5 separate regions of the Mus musculus genome follow, and regions 2, 3, 4 and 5 are each linked to region 1. The links are chromatin contacts, called in public HiCAR-type, HiChIP or PLAC-seq and Micro-C maps. All regions are on one chromosome and are shown on one strand. The core of a region is the stretch at or near the end of the contact, and the rest is flanking DNA. Distances in the headings are between cores, read along the strand shown.

Region 1 (2,670 bases), core at 111-2,610:
GAACCCTAGACAAATTTTAACCATCCGTAAACGCGAAGATTTGGAAACAAAATCAACTTGAGGAACCCGCAAAACTGGAGGGTGCTCTTCTCTGCGGCTCCATTTTCTCCTCTTCCCCGACTACTCCTGTGCTTCGGTCCATCCTCGGCCTCTTCGGTTTGTCTGTCCCACTCTCCCTCACCCAGGACTCGCTTGCATGTCCCCTTTCCTAGAGCTCCCGGCCGCCTTGCTTTCCTTGCAGCCCCTCAGGCCTCTCCGGATCCTCTCGCCGCCGCCACCATCTGGCCGCTGGGCTCCCCGAGTCTCCAAGCCATCCTGAATGATGCTGGAGGAGAGGCGCTCGCAGGAAGCGTGGGGGAACCTAGGAGTGACCGGAAAGCCGGCTCTGCCGCTGCGCCGGCTGCCAGCTCGGATCTTCACGCGCCACTCCGCTAGAGTCCAAGAGTAAACGCCACGATGTGAGCTTGAACGCTACTTTTAATAAATTTTTTTTGTCCTCAAAGAACGGACTGTGGGGAGAAACACCCGTGACCTCGGTAGTTCAGAAACTACAGTGTCGACTGCGGGAAAAGGGTTCCCCTAGTCGCAGCGACCTGCCCGCCCAGGGAGAGCCCCAGTGCGCACAGCCAGGGAGGAGAGACAAGGACAGAGAGAAAGAGAGGGAGCAAAGGGAAGAGATATTCGGGGAGACAGACACAACCAGAGACTTTCAGAGCACAACGGCTCCAGTCTCATTACCTCTGAGCCGCGACATTGGCGTCCACCACGCCGACATTCCGGACCCAGGACCTGACCGAATCCATCTCGGCACCCAGCGACTTGTCTTTCAGAGCTGGTCCTCTTCCTAGCGTATCTTGAATCCCAAACATTTAAAAAGTCTGGTCCTCTACTGTCGCCTTAAAAGTGACTTTACAACAACACCGTCCTCACTCTCCAATGCTGCCAGCAAATGGTGTTCTCCAAAAGCAATCCGAGAAAGGCGGCAAGGGCCGAAGTTTGGGGGCCCTCTTGGAAAGAAATAGCCAGCCCGTTCCTCCACGCACAATGCAAAGTTTGCGTTTTTTATCCTCGGTGGCTTCAGATCTGCCGCCTCGGGGCTTCCACTCTAGGTCGCCCGCATCCTTCCAGCTGCAGAACGTTCTCCAGAAAGTGGCCACAATTTGGAAGCATCACCTGTTCTGGGAAAAACAGGAGGAGATAGATAGCTGCCTGATCTCTCCCCTTCCTCCTTGTTCCCCCCTCCCTGCTCCTCCCCACCGTTCCGATATAGGAAAAAAAAAAAAAATCCCCAACAGGATCAGTTGTAAGAGGAAGGGGAAGACCCGGAGCGGGGAGGAGGCGGTGGCTGAGAGCGCCGCAGAGCCGGGCTGCTGCAGCGCGCGGGCCCCATGAATGGTTACTACAACCCAGGCCGCGGGAGGCGGAGCCGAGGCCCGATAAGGAGCCTCATTTGCATGGACGCCCGGGATTGGCCGGCTCTGGGCAAGCTGGGCGGACGTCCTCCCGCGGCGTTAGCCAAGCTTTGCTTTGCCCGAAGTCCGGGAGGTGAAAGGCTACAGCAAGCCACAAGCACCGAGTCCCGACCAGAGTCCCGAGTGTTTGGCCTGAGTGGGAAAGGGGGTCCCCAAATCCTGCACCAAAACAGAGTAGCAGGACTCTGAGAGTTAGGATCATGATGGTTCTTTCCGATCGCGGGAGCAGGAAGCCAGCGCGGATTTGCCTCTAGATGCAGGTTTTTTGTCGCCTGCGGGAGACCCTACAGATTCATTCCCGGGGTTTGGACCTGTGACCACCTGTATTTATGCTTTTCGCAAACACTACCCTCAGGGCATCCGTCTTTCTGAACCGGTCTACCAAGTCTCAGAGAGTTCCAGGGAAGCAATCATTTCGTGCGAAGGCCACAAGTGTTAGAAGGAGAGGCGAGATGAAGGAAGGAGAGAGCGGAGTGTGGACGAATGAGGCTCAAGTGCAGTTTAAATAAATATACTGTGAAGGGAAATGGTGAAGGAGTTAAGGAAAACAGCCCCGGGAGGGCGGGAGTACGCACCTTTGCAGATAGGAGAGGTTGCTGACAGCTTGGCTGGCTGAGAACTGCGGGATGAAGTTTCGAATCCTCCCCCCTTTTAAAATCTCCCTCCCCAATCCCTGAAGGCCGGGGAACCCTGCGTTAGAGACACGAGGCGTCTGTGAAGAAGTCCTGGAAACTTTGTCCGCCGAGCGCTGTGGTCGCGAAGGTTGGTGGTCGGGAAGCCGAGGCTCCACAAAATAGCTGAAACCCTAGACGGCTGGAGGTGCCTATTAAAAAAAAATCCTCCTGGCTGGGTGTTATTTTCTTGCTTCTCTTTTTGTATTCTGATCTGCGCGTAGATCTGCTGTTGAAATCTAGAACGCCAGCGCGAAAACAGATTTGAAGACAATGAATGCAAATCTGTGCTCAAAGACCATCTGCCGTGGAGCAGACAATCAGCTGCGCCGCGGTTCGAGCGACTGCACCCGAGCCTCTCAGCATCATTACAGTCGGGAGTCTTTCCTCCCGGCTCAGGGCTCAGGTTTGAGTGTCAATTGACTCCTGACCGGACCCCCTAGCTGTAGGTGAGCGCTCACAGACGAGCTGCGAGAGTTCGCCGCTAGAGGACACAGCGCCTGGGGTGCACGTTTGCCCGGCGAGCG
Region 2 (2,670 bases), core at 82-2,581, 230 kb after region 1:
GTCATCTCACCAGAGAATTGGGGTTTTATAAATGCATGTGGATGTTTGCCTGCACGTATGTCTGTGTACCATGCGGGTTTCTCATGCCCTCAGATGCCGGAAGACAGCATTGAGTGCCCTGTGAACGAGCTGTCATGTGGGTGTTTTGAACCAAACCTGAGTCCTTTGCAAGAGCAGCCAGTGTGCTTAACCCCCCAAGCTATCCCTCCAGATCATGTTTTTGGATGTCAATTCAAAGTGACAAAGACTTATTGTGTGTGCCTGTATTTATGATTTAGAGGGGGAGGGCATATGCCACGGTGCATTGGTGGAGGTCAGAAGGCAACTTTGTTAGCTTTCTTCCCATCTACCGGGAGCTCCGGGCAATGAACTCAGTCTGCAGGTTTACTCAGCAAGCGCCTTTACCGGCAGAACCATCTCACTGGCTGGTCCTAGATTTAGTATTTCCGTGTTTGGGTATCTCAGACCATATTTTTAAAAAAGACAATTACATGAAAATTCAACAACTGCAATTAAAGCAAAGTTAAAAGGCAAGTACAATATTGAGAAAAACATTATACAAAAATCGGGTCAAGGAAACTTGACAAAGATACGACGTAGGAGTATTTAGGAACATTAACAGAGTCAGCAACCAGCGTACAGGAGGTAGGGCATTTACAGAGATAGATAACAACCAGGGTTTGGGTAAATCTGTATTTTCTTTTCCCTTTTAATTTGTTTTTGAAGGCAATGGGTCGCTCGATAGCGTAGGCTGCAGGGAACTCGAAATCCTCCTGCCTCAGTCTTAGAAAGAGCTGAAATAACAAGTGTGCGCCACGCCCAGCCATTGATTTTTTTTTTAAACCGTGATTACATGTTACCTTTGCAATTAAAATGTTATAAATTCCAACAAGGTGATTAGCTCCAAGGTACCTCCCACGGTATTCTGTGGGAGGCACAAATGGATGTTTCACTAAGGGGAGGAACTGGGGTTTTCTGCTTCTTTAAAGCCACGGGTGAGTTCTTAAGTGGATACTGCAGGCGTGGGAGGGGTTCCATTCAGGCCCCGCGCGCTTCCGGGCTGCACACTCCTCCCTAATCTCAATCCAATGCCAACTTCCTAGCTCAGCCCTTCCGGCTATTGCGACTGACTCGCAGGAATTCTTTCCTGGCGCCCGTATCAGCTCGACTTCCGCACCCGCACGTCCCGAGCAGCTCGCGAATGCCCCGCCCAGCCCGGCCTGGTCACGCCCCCTATCCTGGGCTCCGACCCCGCCGTCCAGCTGCCTGTGTTGTCATCACATGGTCCGGGAGGGCCCTGACGTCACGAAGGGAGGGACTGCGCAGACGCAGAAAAGGGGGCGGGGGAACTCGACTTGTTGTGTTGCTGCTCGAGAGCCGGATACTGTCGTCCTGCGGCCGTGCCGCTTCCAGTCTCCAGACCATGTCTCACTTAGTCGAGCCGCCGCCGCCCTTGCACAACAACAACAACAACTGCGAGGAAGGGGAGCAGCCCCTGCCGCCGCCCGCTGGCCTCAACAGTGAGCACGGGGCCGCCGGGCTCAGCGGAGGGATGGGGGAGGAGGAGCCGCTCGGCCGCCGCCGTGCGGGCGGGGGGGGGGGGTTGGTGGTGGTGGTGGGGGAGTGGGCGGGAGCAGACGACAGCTCATTGGTTGGGACCGAGATTGTGCGTATGACTGACAGCGGCGCGCTCCGGTTAGGAGCAGGCGCTCGGCGCTGGCTCGCGGCCTGCGCCTTGGGCGCCGAGGTTTAGGGTCGCGGTGGGCGTCGGGAGCCGGAGGCGCACGCAACTCGGGGTGGCAAGCGGAGGCTGGCCAGCGGAGGGGGAGCATGGGACGTGCGGCGGGGACACCGGGGGATGGACGCGACCGGTCGGGCGTGGCGGGTGGACGTGCGGCCGCGCAGGTGTGCTTGCGGAGCTCGCCTCCTACCACACGCCGGTCCAGGGGGTCATCGGAGTTTCGTGCAGGGTGCTTGCTCCGCCCCTGACATTTATCTTTTTTTTTTTTTTTAGTCTGAAAATTCCCAAGTTTCTCAAGTGAGTTTTTTGTTGCTGTTAACCTTGAATTCATATTTTACTGCTTTTTCTTTTCTTTTTCTTTCTTTTTTTTTTTTTTTGAGAGAGCTTCTCATGTAGCCCAGGCTGGCCTCACTCGTTGTGTTGCTGAGTGACCTGATCCCTCCTACTTTCCACTTTCCCAAGTTCTTGGGTGACAGGCGGCAGCCACCATACTAGTAACTTTTCAAGTGCTGTTTCTTATGTTAAATGGATTGGGTGCCCAGCACATGCCCTAGGATCACGTCCATTTCAGCCAAATCTGCAGTGAACTTCAGGAAATACAGTAAACAACACAACAGACGCAGGCCACAGGTACTAGCAATTGAAAGTTGATGGTCAGGATCCAGTTGCAGTCAAACAGACATCTTGTCCCCAGAGTGTCCGCTGTTGTTGTGAGATCGCCGGACCTTCTTGCCCAACCTTTCTGTTTGGATTTCATGTCTTAATGAAAGAGGTAGTGGGTGGTGGTAGTTGTCACAGGGCCAGATGAAGTTCTTTAAAAGCCATTTGTATGCTTAAAGGTCAGGCAGTGTCTTTCATAAGAGGGATGGCTTCCAGGGTGGCCAGAACGGTTTAGGGAAGAGCTGTTACTGAGTCTAGAGGATAGTGGC
Region 3 (2,670 bases), core at 123-2,622, 210 kb before region 1:
GGTGTTTACATTTACAGCAGAGTCGAGCATGGTGGGGGCACACCTATCTAAGAGAGTGACGTAGGATCTGGAGTTCTGGGCTAACCTGAGCTACCTAGTGAGACTTAGTCTCAAAAACCCCAAAGCCTAGAATAGAGCTTAGTGGGAGAGTTCTGGACCGGTAGGGTCAAGGTCTTGGGGGTCAACCCCAAATATTGTCCAAGAACAATAAGTGTAGAACAGGCTGATGGCTGGAACTGGGGAGAAGAATTGGAGAGAATTGGAATGGATCACGAGGATGGAGAGATGGGACTTCAGCTGGAATCCAGAGACCCACACCCATTCCTGATGACGTCACTTAACGTTAACTCCAAACCAGCCTCTGAGCCTCAGTGTACTTTAGGAAGTTTCTTGTCACCCGACCTGGAAGGACTTGTGTTCCCACATTGTATGACTGTGCTGTTGATGGCCCAGCCAGCCACACGTTATATCTCCCCCAGGATGTGTGATGCTTTTGCCATCGCATTTGTCTTTCTTCATCCTTGGCGCTCACCTAGTTGAACTTGTGTCCTAGGTTGGCCATGGATGTGGCCTTTTCCACCATGGAGGCTTTCTTGGTGGGTAGGACAACAGTTTGCCTGCAGTGGTTGAAAAATGAGGACCTTAGCTGCTCAGTCTCTAGACTTGAGCGAGCGGGTTGCTGAGGGATGAGCTAAGCCCATTCTCACCACAGCTGCCCCAACATTGCCTGCATCTACCCAACCTCAGTGGCCTGGCTGTTCCTTAGTACAGGGTGGACCTGTGCTTGAAGGGTCAACTGTGCAGGCCAAAGGCTTAAACAATACAGCCTGTGAACTGCAGAGTACAACAGCGTCTCTGTGCCAGGCACAGGTCAGCGGGTTGGATTAGATGTCCCAGACACCATTCTTTATGTCACCTCATATCTCATCTGGGAGGGAGGGCTGAGGGAAAGCAACCATGGAGAGATTAAGCATTTGTTTGGATTCACATGCCTTGTTCACATTCAAGAGGTCACCCCAGTTTGGCTCTGGTGGTTAAAGAGATAAACCCTGGGTAAGAGTTGAGATTTCAGGACCTAAATTGTGGTTTAATCCACAGATTTTTTTTCCTTCCATCTTCCAAATATTGCTAGGCCTCTGGCAACACCAAGTATGGGACTGAAAAAGCAATTTTGCTCAGATAACTGCCCTGGCAGCTGGGGATTGCTTGTGGTTCTAAATTTTGTGGAATATGAGACTGATACTATAATAATCTTATGTGTTCTATTAACTCTTTGAACTCTTTTTAAAAATGAGACTCATGAGAGGCCGTGGAAGAGGCCACACCCTTTCCCATGGAAGACAGCCCGGGCCACAGCTGCTCAAGGCGTTGCACCACGGCTCTCTGATTGAGGCTGAGCAGAACTGGAAATTGGGAAATGAAATTTTTTTGGACATTCATTTCTTTGCATATCAAGTCACAGGAAAAATAAAAACTTGAATTAGACTTTAATTTCTTTGGGCTTTTACTTCTACGTGTTAAGGAAATTTAACTTTGGATCATAATCCTTTTGGACCTCCACTTTCTTGGACTTAGCGTTAAGTTTTGGATCTCCCTATTTCACTTGGAACTTCCAAGTAGGAGTGAGTTTGCATTCAGAGTTTGTCTATTTTATTATAATGATGTTATTGAATGCCTTCATATTGTGATTTAACCCCATTGCACCGTCTCTGAAGAGCATGTGGGGGACAACATGGACCGCTGGGGATATGGGGAGGGAGACAGATGAGGGAGGGAATTTGTAGTTAAATTAATCGACTCTTGGGCCCAGTCAGAGTGTTCTGGAGGCAGATTGTCAACTGCCCTTCTTGGATCCTGGAATATGTCTACAAAGAAACTGCCTCATCAAGGTGGGAATGTGCTGGTCGGAAGGTTCCCATGGCGAACAAACACAGCCTTGGATGCCCACTGGCTGAATGGTTCAAACAGAGAACAAAGAGCTAAGGTGCTGTAAGCAAGCCCCTGCTCATGTCTGTTTCCATGAGTAACACACTCTCCTAGAGCTCTCAGGATTCCATCAGGAGCAGCATAGCGCCCATGCTTCCAAGTTGGCTGGGGCTTGTCCACCAAAAGAGAGGCCCAGATCTCAGTGTGTGCTTCTCTTCTCTCTAGCCCTGGAATCATGGGAAATGCATCAGCTAAGCTTAGATAGGTTGCCTTGACAGACCCAGGACTGTGCCTTGTATGTGTCTATAGAGTCTGGGGCAAGATGTGTCATCAGGCCCATTGTCACCTCAACCATACTCCTCAAGTACTTTGATAGATGATAAATCTGACATGGGTCACATCAGTTGATTTCCTCCTGTTTCAAGTTTCACTAAATTCTAACTGGGGGGTAGGGGGAGGAACAAAACAGGGATACCATTTATTTATAGAGCCATCTAAAACCTCACTTCGTGTGTGTGTGTGTGTGTGTGTGTGTGTGTGTGTGCGCGCGCGTGTGCACACGCGCGCGAGTGCCAGACGTTAACTTTAGATGTTAAAATAGGGTCTCTCATGGCCTGCAGCTTAACAAATAGGCTAGGCTAGCTGACCAAGGATTCTAAGGGATCCGATTTCCATCTCCCTAATGCTAGTACTACAAGCATGGACTACCATGTTGGGCTTTTATATGTGGACTTTGTGCCTACA
Region 4 (2,670 bases), core at 91-2,590, 180 kb before region 1:
CTGATTCCTCTATATGTGGCATGGAATCTATGTGCACGTGTGTGTGTGTGTGTGTGTGTGTGTGTGTGTGTGCGCACACACGCACACACAGACACATAAAATAAATTTAACAAAATGGCCAGAAGAAAATTCTGTCTGTTTTAACCTAATGATACAGTGTAAATAGTTTCCATCCTTTGTGTTACTGAATAATTTGAAAACACGGCATTCCAGTCCTAGTCTGGTGACAGGTGTTGTGGTTCCGTTTGAGCCATTTACCTACTATGACTCTTTGAGTGGGTCATTAATCAACTCCCCATCTCTTATAAGGGAAAGTGGTGGTCGTAATTATTGTTATACGGGTGCCACAAAGTGGTTGAGGGGATCTGATTAGGCTCTAGATTGTTCTTTAACCTGTAGAGAGGAAGACGTGAATCACTGTCAGAATCACCGTGAAGCAAGCATGGTTGCGCGCGCGCTCTCTCTCTCATGCCACCATGCTCCTTGTGGGGTCTGTTAGAGGGAGAGCCTCATTGTCACACAAGGTACCTCATTCTTGACCAAGTGTGTGACAAACCCACCCTGGTCTCAGCAGCTAAACTGTCTATGTTTCTTTGGCGTTCTCTAACACGGTCATACTGATAGACACAGAGCACAGAGAACAGCCTTTGCAATAGCATTTTGTAACTGGGAAACCAGAGCGCATCACATAGAATGGCCTCGATGCCCAGACTTAGGTTTATGAAGTTATTCTAAATGCATTTCCCCCCTAGCCTCGCTTTCCCATTGGCTTGCATATTACACATTCCTATGGTCCATTGGATGATCATTCTACCACATACTTTTGGAAAAAGAAGTTTTGTGGTTTTCTTCTTTTGTTTTCTAAGTGGAGTAAAAACAAACCAATAAACAATAATGTATACTCTGCTCCAGTGAGTCTAGGCCATGTCACACACACACACACACACACACACACACACACACACACACACACGACACATGGTAGCTACAGACAGAAAGGGCCTGCGCTGCACTCAGCTCCTTGGTCCTGAATCCCCACCACACTGGGTAATACTGACTTAAAAGCATAGCTCAGAAATATTTTGGGATTGTGTGGGCCCAGGAACCAAGGTTCTGAAGGCAGTGAGAAATAGCCCCCAAGGCCTGTCACTTGAGCCATGGCTGACAGGGCTGTGTGCTGCCCTTGATGTGTCCTTGTTTCTGGCACGAGGGAGTCACTCTGGGTAAAGAGAAGGGCAGGGGCAGGACTTGTAACAACAGCCAACATTTCAAGAGCTCTCTGCTCCATCCTTTGGCTCCCCATGTCAGCATGGCCCCTGGCCTCAAGTATTCCCTAAGCAGGTTTGAAAAACACACTCTTTCAGGCTCCAGGGACCATTGTGCAAGCTCCCAACTTAGCTCCCAGAGCGACCCAAATCGGTTTTTCACAACTTCTCAAGCCATTGACTTTGCTGCTATAGATTAAGGCTAAGAGGCTCTGTCTAAATCCAGCATGCTGCTATACACAGTCAACTTCCATCTCTCTGGAGGTGCTTAATGGCAGACAGAGCCATGTTACAATATCAAGCAGAGCACGACACAGATGTCCTGTTTAGGGTCCCACCTCTCCCAGAGGAACTGAAGGCTGGAAATGCTTGCCAGGGAAAGGGCAGTAATATTCCTCAGTGGTGTAACCGCCGACGAGTCACCCTTGGTCAACTAAACCACCCTCTTCCAAGCAAGCTACTCAAAGTAACTGCAATGGTGCACAACGAGAGACTCACAAGGAAGAAGGGCTTTGGTGGGAGGGGGAGGGGATAAGAGGAGATAGTGGGGTGGGGGTATGATCAAAGTGGATTATATGTAAGAAACTATGAAAGAAAATAACAAATTAAGACATGACAGAGGAGTGGGAGGCCACCAGTTCTGTGTCTGCTACCACCTGATAAACTCTAGCTGTGTAATAGAGGGTGGCTAGGCTAGTTACGGCACCAAACTTCTTTGCCCATAATATGCAGCTAAAATGAAATAAACCAAAAAAAATTTTTAAAAAAAGGAAGAAAGAAAGAAATAGTGCATGTGAGAATGCCCGCTGAATCAGGTGCACACTGTTAGCTGAAATGAAATGTCCACTCCTCCCCCCACATACACAAGCCACATGTACCTTATACAAGGGAATGGGTTTGCTTCCTATCCTCCCCCAGGAGGACACCAACTGGGAAGTTTAAGTTCAGCCATGAGAAAAGAACAAAAGGCAGAAAGGACCTTTCATCAGGCAATGAGACTATCTCCCATGCGTTCATACCATCTGGGAATACAGCTATCTCCTAAAAGGCTGAGGGCTGAAACCTTTGCGGGGGAGGCGTACAGTGCCAGATGGATGGCAAAGGTCACTTACTTCCATATGGGGAGCCCGTGGGTGAGCCATTCAGAAATCCCGGGGATCCTGGCACACCCAGGTTGGCCATAGGAACATTGCTGTAGCCGTTCATGCTGTTGCTGGAGGTGCTGTAATTAGATTGCTGAGGCGTGGAGCTGGAGGAGTATCCCCGCGGGGAGATGCTGCTTGTGTTGCGGATGTATCCTTGACAACAGAAGAAACAGGCCAGGTAAACAAAGCAGTACCCACCACCGTCCAAATGTGGATTGCGCTCGTCCACACCCACCCCAGATTGTCAGGTTACCGGGGCC
Region 5 (2,670 bases), core at 61-2,560, 140 kb before region 1:
ATCTCCCCGGTGCTATTCTGACTTGAAAGCAAAACCAAGCAAAAGCTCAGAGCCAACCCAGGCAGAGTCTTGTGCACAAAAGTCTTCCACTGGGCTGTTTTGCCAAACTTGGCTTCAGAATAGAACTTGTATTTATTTTTACATCAATTATTTTAGTTCTTTTTTTACACTTACTAGAAATGTTTTAGGTCAGACTTGCTTTTTTTTTTTTTTTTTTTTTTTTTTGGTTTAAAAAAAATCCAGTTGAATATGTAGTGAAATAAAGAGGCAGAACTTTCATTTTAGCCAGCTTTTCATGCTGTCCCTAGAGAGCCTCTAGTCCATTCATTTGCTTCATAACTCTCAGCTCCCGTCCTCTTGGAGGCCTAGGCACTTGCCGTGCCACCCTACCTCATCTTCTCCCATCACCCTCACTGCTTTCCCCATCAAAACTGAATGCCAAGAAGGATGCTGTAGTCAAGGGCGGTATTTCACTAGCAAACGTTTCTGGGAGCCTCTCGGGAGCCGTATAATACATTTGATGCAGTTCTTCGTTCGATGCCACAAGTTTTCTCCCACCACACTCTCTCCCGGAGGACTTTATGAGTCACCTGCTGTCCATCAAAAATCAGAAGCACAGAGCCTCCTCGTAGGCAGTTTTTAAAGCCATTCCCTCCTGTGGCAGAACTGAGAAAGCTCTGGTCTGTATTCTAGTAATTTCTGGATCTCATTGTACTAGGATGGGCGCAAGGGTCAAGTTTGGCACCCAAATTCACATCCTCTGAGACATTTGAGCCTTTAGAATTTGCTTTCACCTGTCTGAAGTCTGGCATATCTTTCCCTAAAAGCTGTTTATGTGAGTGACTATCAGCTTGGACATCTCCCTTTCTCCCAAAGAGAACTCAAAATTCTCAAAAACAAAACAAAACAAAAATGTAAGTTAGTTAAAATTGGTATCATCCTGATTCCTGACCTCATTTGAGATACCAAATGTCAAGAGGTATAAAGGCAGAAGGTTGCTGCAGCAAAGAAAAGCTTGAAGGGGCTCACAGCATTCCACAACATGAAGTACTCCCTAGAGAGAAAGCCCTTCAGGCCTTCAGAGGTTTTCCCCTTAACTCCTGAGAGATCGCTGCTAGCCTTGGGACTAGCTGGTTTGCTTTATGACCAGATCATGGGCTCAGCTGCTGATCAGAGGGGCCCAAGTCAAGTGGTTTTCATTATGTGTTTAGAACTGTGGCCTGGTAGCACGGTGACTTTCAAATGGGACGGGCTGCAAGATCACACAGCAGCTGGGGCAGCTCTCAGACCAAGAGGTTTGCACTGAAGAAACCTGCAGGCAGCTGGGGCTCTATTAAATTCGTACCATTTGGAGTTAATTTAAACTCTCCTTTCCCTCTTCAGCGGGTGTGAGAGAAACATTCAACATTTTTTTATTTAAGGAAAATAGATGGTAGTGCCATTAAAAAGTTTTATATAAGAGCTAGGGTTTTAAAAAAAAAATCATAAGGGGTTGTTGGATAGATGTTGGCCCCGTTCCAAGACATGAGTAGCCGTGGCCTTTGCTCCTGCTTCATTCAGTCAAACAGACTAATGGTGAACACCCAGCTGTGTGGACGAGGTGTTTTTGTCAGAGAAGCTAATTTCTCCATCATTCTTGTGTGGCTGAGGCACGCTGCAATATAAACACGAGGACCGTCGTCTTATCCGGCTACTCCACGGCTGTCAGTTCTTACACCGGCAGATCTGTGTCTAAGATTTTGGTCTCCCCAGCACCACAGATTTCTTGCTTCAGAAGCCTGACAGGCCTGCTATGGGCATGCTCCCTAAAGCGCCAGCTGCTCCCCTGGAGCCCCTGTAAATCTCCTCAGGATGCCTCTTCTATACCTCATCCTGTATGAGTAGATGCAGTCCAAGAGCCAACTCAGCTCCTCCATCTTTCCCCATACAGCTTATAAATAACCCTTTCTTATACTAGAAACTCGGGGGTCCTTCTGTGTCGAGTTACAGCTTATCTCTTAAAGTCAAGGAAGATACGGTGTCCGGATGGTTCTCCACCTAACATAGCAATACAAATTACAATGGGCATTGGCAAGAGTCTTTGCTGAGCATATGAGGGTCAGAGTGGGGAGGAAAAAAAAAAAAACAGTTGATAAAATTTTGATTGTTGTACTTGCTGTTCATTTTATCTCAATAAAAGTCCACTGGAACTAAAAACAAATCATTCGGTGGAACTTAAAGGGACTGATTGTGGGATAATTTTAAGATATCTGGAGTCCTCCCTCTTTTTCCTAATATTTATCCTACAATAATCCTGCCCTCCGTTTTCATTTGGAGGTAGGGCGCATATCAAAAATGATTTAGGGGTAGGATACATATCAAAGAGATCAACACCAGAATAGCTGAATGGAAAATCTAATGTTGCCTCTAAGATGGTAGACAGCCCAGCCCTGTATAGAAATGAGTGCCCTGTCTTGAGTGGCAGATCTTCTGATATCATAAGTAAGTTCTGCAAGAACTTATGTTGGGAAGAACACTCACACTTAACTGTTGTTATACTGATGGGTATAATTGAACTCTGTGTCATATTCACTGACTGTACAGCTGAGCTCCCACAGGCACCACCAGGACAACTACACCACACAGGGCTCCTTGAAAAAAAGATTGCAGAGAAGCAGACCTGGGCTTTGT

The links. A called contact is a pair of places that touch in the nucleus more often than the background predicts. HiCAR-type assays count read pairs that join an accessible place to other places. HiChIP or PLAC-seq counts read pairs in DNA pulled down with a chosen protein or histone mark.
Region 2: a Micro-C map of embryonic stem cells shows a contact between it and region 1, with 2.4 times the contacts expected there. The contact joins the promoter of Bnip3l here to the promoter of Ebf2 in region 1. A contact is called at or near these places in 1 of 39 promoter capture datasets (cranial neural crest), 2 of 484 Hi-C or Micro-C datasets (embryonic stem cells and muscle stem cells) and 2 of 9 other capture datasets (adipose tissue and pancreatic islet).
Region 3: a contact with region 1 is called in a HiCAR-type map of fibro-adipogenic progenitors, with 5 times the contacts expected there. The contact joins the enhancer-like site here to the promoter of Ebf2 in region 1. A contact is called at or near these places in 3 of 39 promoter capture datasets (the 3T3-L1 cell line, cranial neural crest and maxillary cranial neural crest), 7 of 115 datasets of contacts at active chromatin or transcription factors (craniofacial prominence, embryonic hindbrain, embryonic midbrain and 3 more) and 2 of 9 other capture datasets (adipose tissue and embryonic stem cells).
Region 4: a contact with region 1 is called in a Micro-C map of brown adipocytes, with 5 times the contacts expected there. The contact joins the enhancer-like site here to the promoter of Ebf2 in region 1. A contact is called at or near these places in 3 of 39 promoter capture datasets (the 3T3-L1 cell line, cranial neural crest and stem cell-derived epiblast-like cells), 3 of 484 Hi-C or Micro-C datasets (brown adipocytes, olfactory sensory neurons and trophoblast stem cells), 4 of 115 datasets of contacts at active chromatin or transcription factors (craniofacial prominence, embryonic hindbrain, embryonic limb bud and 1 more) and 2 of 9 other capture datasets (adipose tissue and embryonic stem cells).
Region 5: a contact with region 1 is called in an H3K4me3 HiChIP or PLAC-seq map of embryonic limb bud, with 3 times the contacts expected there. The contact joins the enhancer-like site here to the promoter of Ebf2 in region 1. A contact is called at or near these places in 3 of 39 promoter capture datasets (the 3T3-L1 cell line and cranial neural crest), 8 of 484 Hi-C or Micro-C datasets (brown adipocytes, colorectal tumor organoids, common lymphoid progenitors and 5 more), 9 of 115 datasets of contacts at active chromatin or transcription factors (astrocytes, craniofacial prominence, embryonic forebrain and 6 more) and 3 of 9 other capture datasets (adipose tissue, embryonic trunk and liver).

Annotation. Positions count from the first base shown.
Region 1 is chr14:67,233,334-67,236,003 of GRCm38.p6, reverse strand. Ebf2 (early B cell factor 2) reads right to left here and starts at 1,360. Exons shown (of 16, transcript NM_001360202.1): 1 at 739-1,360. The coding sequence starts at 869.
Region 2 is chr14:67,007,538-67,010,207 of GRCm38.p6, reverse strand. Bnip3l (BCL2/adenovirus E1B interacting protein 3-like) reads left to right here and starts at 1,331. Exons shown (of 6, transcript NM_009761.3): 1 at 1,331-1,520. The coding sequence starts at 1,424.
Region 3 is chr14:67,444,258-67,446,927 of GRCm38.p6, reverse strand. No RefSeq gene overlaps it. Among named protein-coding and RNA genes, the nearest start is that of Gm10860, 13 kb to the right of the region's middle. Within about 2 kb of position 1,372, at least 8 of the 459 cell types and tissues checked have an H3K27ac peak or open chromatin away from gene starts, as enhancers often do. A contact at or near this core is called in adipose tissue and fibro-adipogenic progenitors, where this site is marked.
Region 4 is chr14:67,414,256-67,416,925 of GRCm38.p6, reverse strand. Ebf2 (early B cell factor 2) reads right to left here. Exons shown (of 16, transcript NM_001360202.1): 14 at 2,378-2,563. Among named protein-coding and RNA genes, the nearest start is that of Gm10860, 17 kb to the left of the region's middle. Within about 2 kb of position 1,340, at least 12 of the 459 cell types and tissues checked have an H3K27ac peak or open chromatin away from gene starts, as enhancers often do. A contact at or near this core is called in brown adipocytes and olfactory sensory neurons, where this site is marked.
Region 5 is chr14:67,377,526-67,380,195 of GRCm38.p6, reverse strand. All of the region lies in intron 7 of Ebf2 (early B cell factor 2), which reads right to left. All of the region lies in intron 2 of 4930438E09Rik (RIKEN cDNA 4930438E09 gene), which reads left to right. Among named protein-coding and RNA genes, the nearest start is that of 4930438E09Rik, 19 kb to the left of the region's middle. Within about 2 kb of position 1,310, at least 14 of the 459 cell types and tissues checked have an H3K27ac peak or open chromatin away from gene starts, as enhancers often do. A contact at or near this core is called in adipose tissue, brown adipocytes and embryonic limb bud, where this site is marked.